3 separate regions of the Mus musculus genome follow, and all the other regions are linked to region 2. Evidence: chromatin contacts called from public promoter capture Hi-C data. All regions are on one chromosome and are shown on one strand. The core of a region is the stretch at or near the end of the contact, and the rest is flanking DNA. Distances in the headings are between cores, read along the strand shown.

Region 1 (3,130 bases), core at 178-2,677, 450 kb before region 2:
GCCTGGACTCGCAGCCCAAGATGAACTCCCTTCCCGGTGGGACTGGGAAGAGGTGGCAGTGAGTTCTAACCCCTGAACACAGTCTCAACTGCAGTGGTCCTCAGAGCCCCTCCCTCAGCTCAGGAATGTTCCTTCTCTGGTACTGCTAGAGTCCCTGCAAGTGACATGAGCATCTAGAAATGCACGCTCCGTGTCTACTGAACTGACAGCAGGGCTCTCACTCTGTAAACACCCCACGCACGCGGCTGGGTTTCTCAATGTTTAACCTCCCGTTTCTGGTGTAAGTGCCACACGATCAGGATGTGTTGGCTCTTTTGTGAATAGGACCTAATTTCTAGCATTTGGTTAAGCATTTTGTGTCTGTCTGACAGGAAACTGGTCTGGGTTTCTTGTCTGGTTTGGGTCCCATGAAGTGAGGTGGGAGTGTCCCTCCTAATGGGAATGGACTTGTATGCACTTTGGGCAGTGTCCCCTGAGGTGCTCTGGGCCTGGCATTTGCCTTGTGGTTTTTTAGCTGGGACTCAGCTTCACAGACACAGAGCTCTTCAGCCTGGCTCTCATATTAGTTCTGGTAATTTATGCATATCACTGGTTCTTCCAACTACAAGGAGGACAACTTGGGGCTGTGTGGACCTCCTGACAATCACTGGGCTGCTGTGAGGTACACACTACCTCACAGAAGGTGGATAACACAGGTGGACACAGTGACACCTGGGTTCTCTGTGCTTCTTCCCAAACCTCCTTCTCTTTCTCATCTGGGTCACCAGGGCCACCCAGGCTGGCCTTGAACTTGCTCCAGGCCTGTGCCACTGTGGCCACTTCTCTTTCAGTCAACATGGAGAAAACCTGGTTCTTTGTTGGTGTCCCCTCCTGACACTGTCTCTTTCTGGAACTCCTATTAGCCGACTGCAACCTCAGGATGAGAGCTCTGCTCTCTGTCCTTCCCACCCGCCTCTCCAATGGCAACTGGACAGCACAGCCCTGGCCTGAGGCAGCATTCACCAAGCATGGACTTGGACATCACACAAGGGTGATGATCACTGGGCCACACGGCCTTGCTCACAGGACGAGCACCGGGGAACTCAGACGCTGTTCCCTGGGGACTAGGTAGGGCTGTGGTTTCAAGTGTGTGTGTGGGGTCTCTCCTCAGGTCCCTAACCCCAAGAACAACTGGTGGGAAAGCTACTCACTGTGGGGACAAAATGTCTTAGGACAGCTCGGCAGTGCCTGGCGATCTTTCTTGCACTGTCCCCCTGTACACAGCTCCAGCTCCCCAATGCTCTAACCCTTGGCCCTCTTCTCAGGTCTTCTTACAGTCACCATGAGCCTGAACACCCAAGCAAGGAGCCTGACTTCAGCGGCAGACACAGGCCCTGGGGGAAGCACTCAGAGCGCAGGAGCCACCAAGCTGTGGACACAGACCATGGCTTGAGGGATTCAGGCCAACGTGGGGCCTCCATCCAACAGCCACACTGGCTCTCAGCAGAGGATGCCTGTGTTTCTCTTCTCAAAAAAGTAATTGTTTAATCACAGCAGCAACCGGCCAAGCAGACTGCTGCCTCTGCTAAGCTGTGGAGCTCCAACTGTGACTTTGTGAATCCAGGGAATCAGTAATTGCCCAGCTGTGTGGCCCTGATGAACGAGGACCCCTGCTGCCTGTAAAGTCTCTTTGGACGAGCCAAAAATAGAGAAGGCAAGTCGGGGTGGGGGCGGGGGTGTGTGTGTGAGGAGACAGCAGAGTGGAGGGAACTCAGATTTAAAGAAGGATCCTGAAGTTCTCCTCACGGTGGAAGCTTCGAGAGTCTCCTGTCCTGAGAGTTCTGGGAGGATATCAGCAATCACCAGGGACTAAGATGAAAGAAACTGGAGTCTACCACAAACAACATGGGGCAAGCCAGCCAGTGCAGTATGGTGGCTGTGGTGGGACACACCTTTAATCATAGCACTTGAGGAGCAGAGGCAGGCGGATCTCTGAGTTGGAGGCCACCTGGTGTACAGAGTGAGTTCCAGGACAACCAGGGCTACAGAGAAACCCTGTCTCAACACCACCCCCCACCCCCAAAAAACCCCCAAGATCTACAAGAACCAGGGAGAATCCGTCCCTGCCCTGGGTTAAGAAGGGAGCTGTGGGCACAGGCCCAGGCAATCCCAGGCTTTGGGAGGCCCTGCAGTAAGGTGCGAGGCACTCAGGCAGTCCTCAGGGCTGCGAAGCCCAGGCCATCCTGTGGTGGCCTGAGCAAGTCTGGCAGGATAGGGAGGGGGGAGGGGTACTCGGTGTGGCACTGGATTGTCAGGCACTTGCTGGGGGGTCCTAAGCCTTGAAATGATTTGGGGTTTATAAGTTGATACCAAAATATCTGCTTCTGTCCCAGGAACACACATTTCTGCCTCAGACTATCACTGTCTCCCAACTCGGTTTGCAGCAGAGGCCCTTCCTACTGCCAAGTCTACATTTAATGAGGGAAGAGACAAACTAGTCACGGGTCCCACTGTTGGCTTCTCGGCTTCACCCTCCCCACGTCCAGAATCCAGAATGGTTCACCCAGCCTCCCCGCTCCAGGACAGGCCCTTCTGTCCCCGATTCCAAGGTGGTTGGTTCCCTTAGATGCGCTAGAACCCAGGACAGTCCCTTTAGCCCTACCTGGCCCACTCCTTGAGATCCCCGTGGGACAGTGAATGTCCTTCTTGAAGAGCAACCACAGCTGTGACCCGCTGGCCCCATGTCATATCAGGAACTCCAATTACAGCGACATCTGAGGACAGCAGAACAGGTTGGGGATGCCTGGGAAGGTCCTGATGACCACACAGACTGAACAGCATGCAGGAATATGTGGTAACGTTGGGCTGTTGGCTGCAGTGCCCAAGCCCCTGGAGTGAGACCCGTGGGGATGACACTCATGGGAGTGGGAAGCATCTCTAGGGGCTCAGCCTGCTCTTGCTTGGTCTGCAGAGCAGCTGTGCGTTCTGGCCAGGCCTGCAGGCCGTGCTAGTGCAGCAGGGAGCAGCTTGGAATAGCCATTATGTTGCTGTGTGCAGGGTACAGAGGGAGCATAGACACATTTCACAGGAGCCCTAGTAGCAGGTGGAGGAGGCTCCTGACAGTCCAAACCTTGACAGAGTAGAGAAGGAG
Region 2 (2,889 bases), core at 175-2,674:
AACAGGCCAACATCTCCATGTACTCTCTCTCATCTGGTCCTACTGCTAAGTCTCAGGCTGATATAGAAAGGCCAGCCTCTTCTCCCTGTCTCCCTCCAGGCTGCCTGTGCTATCAGCTGTTTGCTGATACCTCCATCCTTGATGCGTCCCCCCAGGGCGTGTAATATCTGTTCTCAAAGCATCTCTGCTTGCTATGCGAATCCCACCCATCAGGCAGGTATGCCACAGACGTGCCCATCACGTATTCACCTGACTTGGATATCTCAGTAATCTCCATTCCCTTGTCGCTCTCCCACAAACCCTGTACAGATAAACCAACAGGTCAAGATTTTCTCTGTAAACAACCTGGCCCCTCCCCATGCAACAATTTGTGTCATGTCTCCAAATTATGGGTGACATCATCGCCCTTCCAAAGCACGCACTTGTGCTGCCAAAATTCCTTCCCAGGACGAGAGGTAAACATCGCCTCCAAGGGTCCCAAGGTCAAACTGAGGCACAATTCCACCAAAGTTTACTGGGAAGGCCCAATGAGTTTGTTGGTCCTCTCTGCAGAGCATGGGTTAGATGTCTGGGTTACTTACTACAGTGTGGGTGCCCACTCGCCCTTCCACCCCCCAAAAGATTGAACTTGAAGTCTTCATCCAGTCAGGATAATGGCTTCCTCAGAGTCACATGGATGGAGTCCCCCTTGTCCCTCTGCCCAGTCTAGCCCCTTCCTAGTCTGGTCTCTCATGGACCCTGGGGCTAGGTCATCCATAGGGGCTCGGCTTGGAGCTGCCTTCTTAGCTGGCCACTGGGGATTTGGCCCCACTCCTCAGGTTCCTCTCTGGGCTCATTGTCCTCCTCCTTTCTGTCAGGTAGAGAGTTGCTCTGCTCTGTAGCAGGACTCCCTGCCAGCCAGATGAACCGGAGCACTCACCCACCCAAGCCCAAGAGGACAGTGTCCATGCTTCCCCTCCCCGCCCCCCTGCTGGAGAGACCTAGGCTGCTGATGTTGGTACAGATTGGCCCTGGGACTCCCTGCTCTGCAGAGGGAGGGTGAGAGGGGAGCCGAGGAGCTGGGAGAAGTTGGTGAGGCTGTGTGAGGTGCACACGCGCACATGTGTAATACTGCAGTCAGCAGAAGGTAAAGCCGCCTTCCACGGAATGATTGAAGCTTGGGCTCTCTCTCTCTCTCTCTCTCTCTCTCTCTCTCTCTCTCTCTCTTTCTCTCTCTCTCTCTCTCTCTCTCTCCCTCCCTTCCTCCCCCCTCCCTCTCTGTCTCCCTCCCTCTCCGTCTCTCTCCCTCTCTCCCTCTCTCTTTCCCTCCCTCCCTCCTTACTTCCACCTCCTTCTACTCATTCTCTGCTCCCCCCTTCTCCCTCCCCTCCTTCCTTTCTCTTATCCCTCCCCTCCCCACCCCCCCACTTAGCCCAACCTGGAAAGAGGAAAATGCATTGAGTCTTCACTAGGTGAGTTCTCTGACCTTAGAAGTTTCTCAGGGGGTCTAGGGGCTATGGGGGGGCAGTTCTTGCTGGGACATTGTATGCAGTGGTCCTCACTGAGGTGTGTGTGTGTGTGTGTGCCCTATACTGTGGGCACAGTACACAGGGCATTCACATCGGGGCTAAATGGGTGTGGTAGCAAATGAGAGTCCCTGGAGGTAAGGCATCAGGGGTGGGCCTCTGCAGCTCTGGCTTCCACATCTGGAAGAGCTCTGTGAGGTCTCTGGATTCAGCCCTGGTTTACAGTGTCTTGCTGACGGTAGAGAAAGAGCTACTGGGGTTGAAGCAGCTGCTAGAGCCTGCAGATCTCGGCTCCTCTGCTCCACCAGCCAGGAATGTTCCAGCTGTGTGGATTTGTCTGTAGGAGCAGGCATGTGGTGTATGTGTCTGTGCGGGAATATGAGGGTGGACGGTGTATATGTCTAGGTTGAGGAAAGTCAGCCTGTGGGATGTGTGTGTGTGTGTGTGTGTGTGTGTATGTGTGTGTGTGTCCATCATATATTGTGAGCACAGCACACAGGGCATTCACATCAGGGCTAAATGTCATGTATGCACACAGAACATGTGTTGCACACATGTGTAAGGTCTGTAATGCCTGTGTGGGCAGTCATTGTGTGTTGGGTATGATTTTTGGCTTGTATTTCTGTGTGTGTGTATGCATACCTGGATGTATGCTCAAGTGGGTGTAGACGTCTTCCATGTGCAAAGGTGCAGTGCACGTGTGGAGGCACAGGCACATTGTGTGTGCATGTGTGCTGGGTGGCTATACACATGTGCTCTGTGCTGCATGTATACAGCTGTGTGTGGGCAGCATCTGTGGAGGCAGCTTCTCCATGAGCCCCCCCCCCGCCCCCCCACGCTTGTTCTGATGATCTGGTGCCTGTCCTGAGGGCTATCATAGTGCAGTGTGGGACTGAGCCTCAGGTCATCCTGGGGTTTATATGGTGCTGGGCTCTGCAGTGTCTACAGGCAATCACACTGGCAGGGTGCAAGCATTGAGGTGTGTGGGTGTGTAGGGCTGAGTGTAGTGTTTGGTGTATGTGTGTGTCTGTCTGCTGAGTGTGTTGCATAGAGAAGTGTGTGTGTATGTTGGTGTGTTGTATGTTGAGATGTGTGTGTTTGTGTCTTTGAAGTATATTTAATCTTGTGTTCTGTTTGTATGCAGTGTGGTACGTTTGCCCTGCATGTCAGTTGTAGCAGGAACATGTATGTGCACTCTAAGCTAAACCCCCATTTTGCTCCCATGTTGGTGCCTGCCTTAACTGGATCCCCAACAAATCCTTTGTAGCCATCGCCAGGAAGCTGGTACTCTGTGGATCTCAGAACACACACCCATCTCCTCGTGGTTCATCTGAGTCTACTGGGTCTTGAGCCTCAGACACTTGCAGGTGAACAGAAGATTCAG
Region 3 (3,000 bases), core at 351-2,850, 300 kb after region 2:
ACGTTTATATGCATAGATCTATACTGTCCTTCATGGTGACCAGCGAAGCTTTGTTTTTTGCAGCGAGCAGAACTTAAAGCAGTGATGCATGACTGGCTGAAGCACTTGAGTGTAAGTCTGAGTGCCCAGCTGTAACGGGTCATTGGCGTAAGCATGGGGAACTTCACAGAAGCAGAGAGAGTATGAGACAGGGAGGGAAGCTCTGAAACATGTCAGCTCACAGCAGCTGGGGTTGCCTACACGAGTCCTGAACAAGATCAAGCCAGTCATAGTGTCAGTGTGGCTAGTGAGGAAGGGAGAGTCACTTTTCTCTGGGGGTGAGGGTGAGGGTGGGTTGCACATGCCACAGAGGCTGGCCCCACACTCATGCACTGTGGGCAGCACTAACTGGACTCGAGGGTCTGTTGATTGTTATTATTATTATTATTATTATTATTATTCATGAGTCCATGAACTCAGGAGAGAAGGAGAACACAAGACCCTGGCAGAACTGGAGGAGGGGGAGGTACGGAGTAAGCTCACAATACACTGCACACATGTATTAGATTCTCAAAGAAGAAATGAAACTATTACTTTTAAAGGGGGAAGGATGCCTGCGTATTGATGGCGTTCACCTCTGGGTGTGTCTCTGAGGGCTTCTCCAGATAGGATTTACTGAGGAAGGCTTGCCATGAATGTGCACAGTGCCGTACCGTGTACTGGGGTCCTGGACTGGATAAAAAGGGGAGAGGAGAAAAGAGACATGTACTCTGGTGTTCCTGTCGGAGCACTAGATCTGCCCCCACGAAAGCGAGCGCCCTGCACTGCTGCTCTCATGCTTCCCTCCATGATGCCCGAGCCCTCTCCCCTCAACCTGCTTCTTATGGGACATTTGGTCACAGCCAGGAAAAAGGTCAGCAGCCTTTCTCTGTCGGTTGTCAGAAGTGGTCTGTCACCTGGGCCATCCCAAAGAGAGCAACACTCTTCAGAAAGGATGTCAGCTCAGCTGGGCTACCAACATAGAAACTGGTGCATAGAAGATTTTAGGGGACCCTTGAATACCTGTGTAATTATTAAAGAATTGATTTTTTTATTCACGTGTACCTGTGTCTAGGTACACATGAGTGAAGTTGTAACTGTTTTGTTTTGGGTTTTTTTGTTGTTTTTTTGTTTTTTTGTTTTTTTTTTAAGGAGAAAGAAGACAGTACAGATGTGTATAATCACACAGGAGGATAATCACAATGTGCAGGTCCGCAAGGATGGCTGCAGGTAAGCTTGCTTCCCTGATGACAAGTACGAGCCAGTCGGTGGACTCAAACCTTCACCGGGCCCACCATGATGCTCCCCATCTGCCATGGAAGTGGAGAGAGCATTTCCTATCCTGAAGGTGCACCCTGAGTCCTGCCTTGAATCTCTCAGAACAACTGGAAAACTGCTTCCTACAAGGACACAGAGACTAGACCTTCCCATGCATCCTCACCAGCTCTGGGCTGCAGTCTGCTTCATTCTCACCTAGCAGCCCTCTCCCTCCTGGCTGAGATTAAAGACGTGGACACTGTAGACGTGGTCAGAGTGAGACACAGTCAGCATGAGACACTGGTCAGGTTGCTAGCAGGCTGAAAGTAACAGCCACGCCCAGAAAGGGCGGGCCTGTGTGGCTGTGCAGCTGTGAACTGCCCCAGGGGCACAGAGGAGGGACACTCCTCGGTGAAACTTCAGGTAGCACAGCCAGTATGGCCATACCTGACCCTCCAGGAGGACCTGATCCTGGGATGTGCAGGATCTTCTAGGTGGGGATGCACCGATCTTCATGAGAATGGATTCTCTGTAGTGCTGCCCAAAAAGCTACTCGACAGCACCCTCTGCAGATGTGTTCGCGTGTGTGACACTGCTTCTGTGCCCTCCAATCACGGCTGCAAAGTGAGCTTAAGGTACAACCCAGACTCACAGGCCACCTTGCCGCCTAGTCCCAGATACCCACGTTGCCCTTCTCACCTGTCTACGGCATCCATTCTGGATGTTTCCATTTTATTGGCCACAGAGACATCCATGGTCACTGCAAACATTCACGAGAGTGAGATGCAGACTCCTTAAGCATCTCTAAAGTGTTTCCACAATGGTGGTAGAGCTGGATAGGGCTCTGGTCTCTCAAATTCCCATGAGTATGTGACACTGGAGTGCAGTGTTTTCCACTGTGGGAAAGATCTAATCACTCAATGTCACAAAAAGACAGAGTGACAATGCCAGTCAGCCATCTCGGGTACTGGTGACAGAGAGTACAGTACAGGCCGCATAGCCAGTGACCAACAGTATAGGGACAGACCTACAGACTCCCTGGTACCTGGGTGCAGAGGGATGGATCCAGGTGCCCCTGGGCTGCAAGCAGGCACAGGCCTGTTGTGAAGCAGAGTCCTATCCCGAGTGAACGGCAGCCAGCTGAGGTCATTGTGAGGCTGGGCTGCGGGAGGGTAATTTCCAAAACATGTGGATGCAAGCAGCCACGGAGCATCAGCACCCCAGGCTGTGATTCAAAGCAGATGGAGAGGCTGGGAGTGTCCCCACAGAAGACAGGCCTCACAGGGATGGTGATTGAAGCCTCTGTCCTTAGCTCCCCTGAAGGTGTGGCTGGGTACAAGCTGCTCTGAGATCGCATGTGCATCCTACCTAATACTGTTGTGACCCGTGTGAGCAGCAAGAGCCCAAGCCACCTACCGACAAGTTGTAGAGGTGAATCCAAACAGGGGCCAAGTCCCTGCCAGCAGAATAGGAGAGGACACAGCCAAGCCCAGGCCCTGTGCCTATCACCCACAGGAAGTACACACAAAATGCCAGTGGGTTCTGTTCTGTGGAGCCAGAGGCACCTGCCTGCATCTCCCCAAGTCTGATAAATGCACACTGGACCATGATCAACCGCACACTGGAGCCCAGGGCATGGAACGTGATTTCAGAACTACAGGAAAACAGATTCCCTCCAAGGCAGGGCTGTTGGATGGCCCAGGAGGAAAGCTGACGGGGACCACC

The links. Promoter capture Hi-C pulls out the DNA fragments that hold promoters and counts their contacts.
Region 1: a contact with region 2 is called in a promoter capture Hi-C map of stem cell-derived epiblast-like cells, with 2.5 times the contacts expected there. The contact joins the enhancer-like site here to the promoter of Trhr2 in region 2. A contact is called at or near these places in 2 of 39 promoter capture datasets (liver and stem cell-derived epiblast-like cells), 1 of 484 Hi-C or Micro-C datasets (embryonic stem cells), 1 of 115 datasets of contacts at active chromatin or transcription factors (pancreatic cancer cells) and 1 of 9 other capture datasets (embryonic stem cells).
Region 3: a contact with region 2 is called in a promoter capture Hi-C map of trophoblast stem cells, with 5 times the contacts expected there. The contact joins the enhancer-like site here to the promoter of Trhr2 in region 2. A contact is called at or near these places in 7 of 39 promoter capture datasets (the 3T3-L1 cell line, cranial neural crest, embryonic stem cells and 4 more), 1 of 484 Hi-C or Micro-C datasets (bone marrow-derived macrophages), 2 of 115 datasets of contacts at active chromatin or transcription factors (both in embryonic stem cells) and 1 of 9 other capture datasets (embryonic stem cells).

The regions. Positions count from the first base shown.
Region 1 is chr8:122,813,183-122,816,312 of GRCm38.p6, reverse strand. Acsf3 (acyl-CoA synthetase family member 3) reads right to left here. Exons shown (of 10, transcript NM_144932.4): 9 at 2,642-2,753. Among named protein-coding and RNA genes, the nearest start is that of Gm35466, 8.7 kb to the left of the region's middle. Within about 2 kb of position 1,427, at least 25 of the 459 cell types and tissues checked have an H3K27ac peak or open chromatin away from gene starts, as enhancers often do. A contact at or near this core is called in stem cell-derived epiblast-like cells, where this site is marked.
Region 2 is chr8:122,361,363-122,364,251 of GRCm38.p6, reverse strand. It overlaps Trhr2 (thyrotropin releasing hormone receptor 2), which reads left to right and starts at 1,424. Exons shown (of 4, transcript NM_133202.3): 1 at 1,424-1,451; 2 at 2,773-2,889.
Region 3 is chr8:122,063,986-122,066,985 of GRCm38.p6, reverse strand. It overlaps a transcript of Zfp469 not described here. Among named protein-coding and RNA genes, the nearest start is that of Gm34413, 29 kb to the left of the region's middle. Within about 2 kb of position 1,600, at least 19 of the 459 cell types and tissues checked have an H3K27ac peak or open chromatin away from gene starts, as enhancers often do. A contact at or near this core is called in trophoblast stem cells, where this site is marked.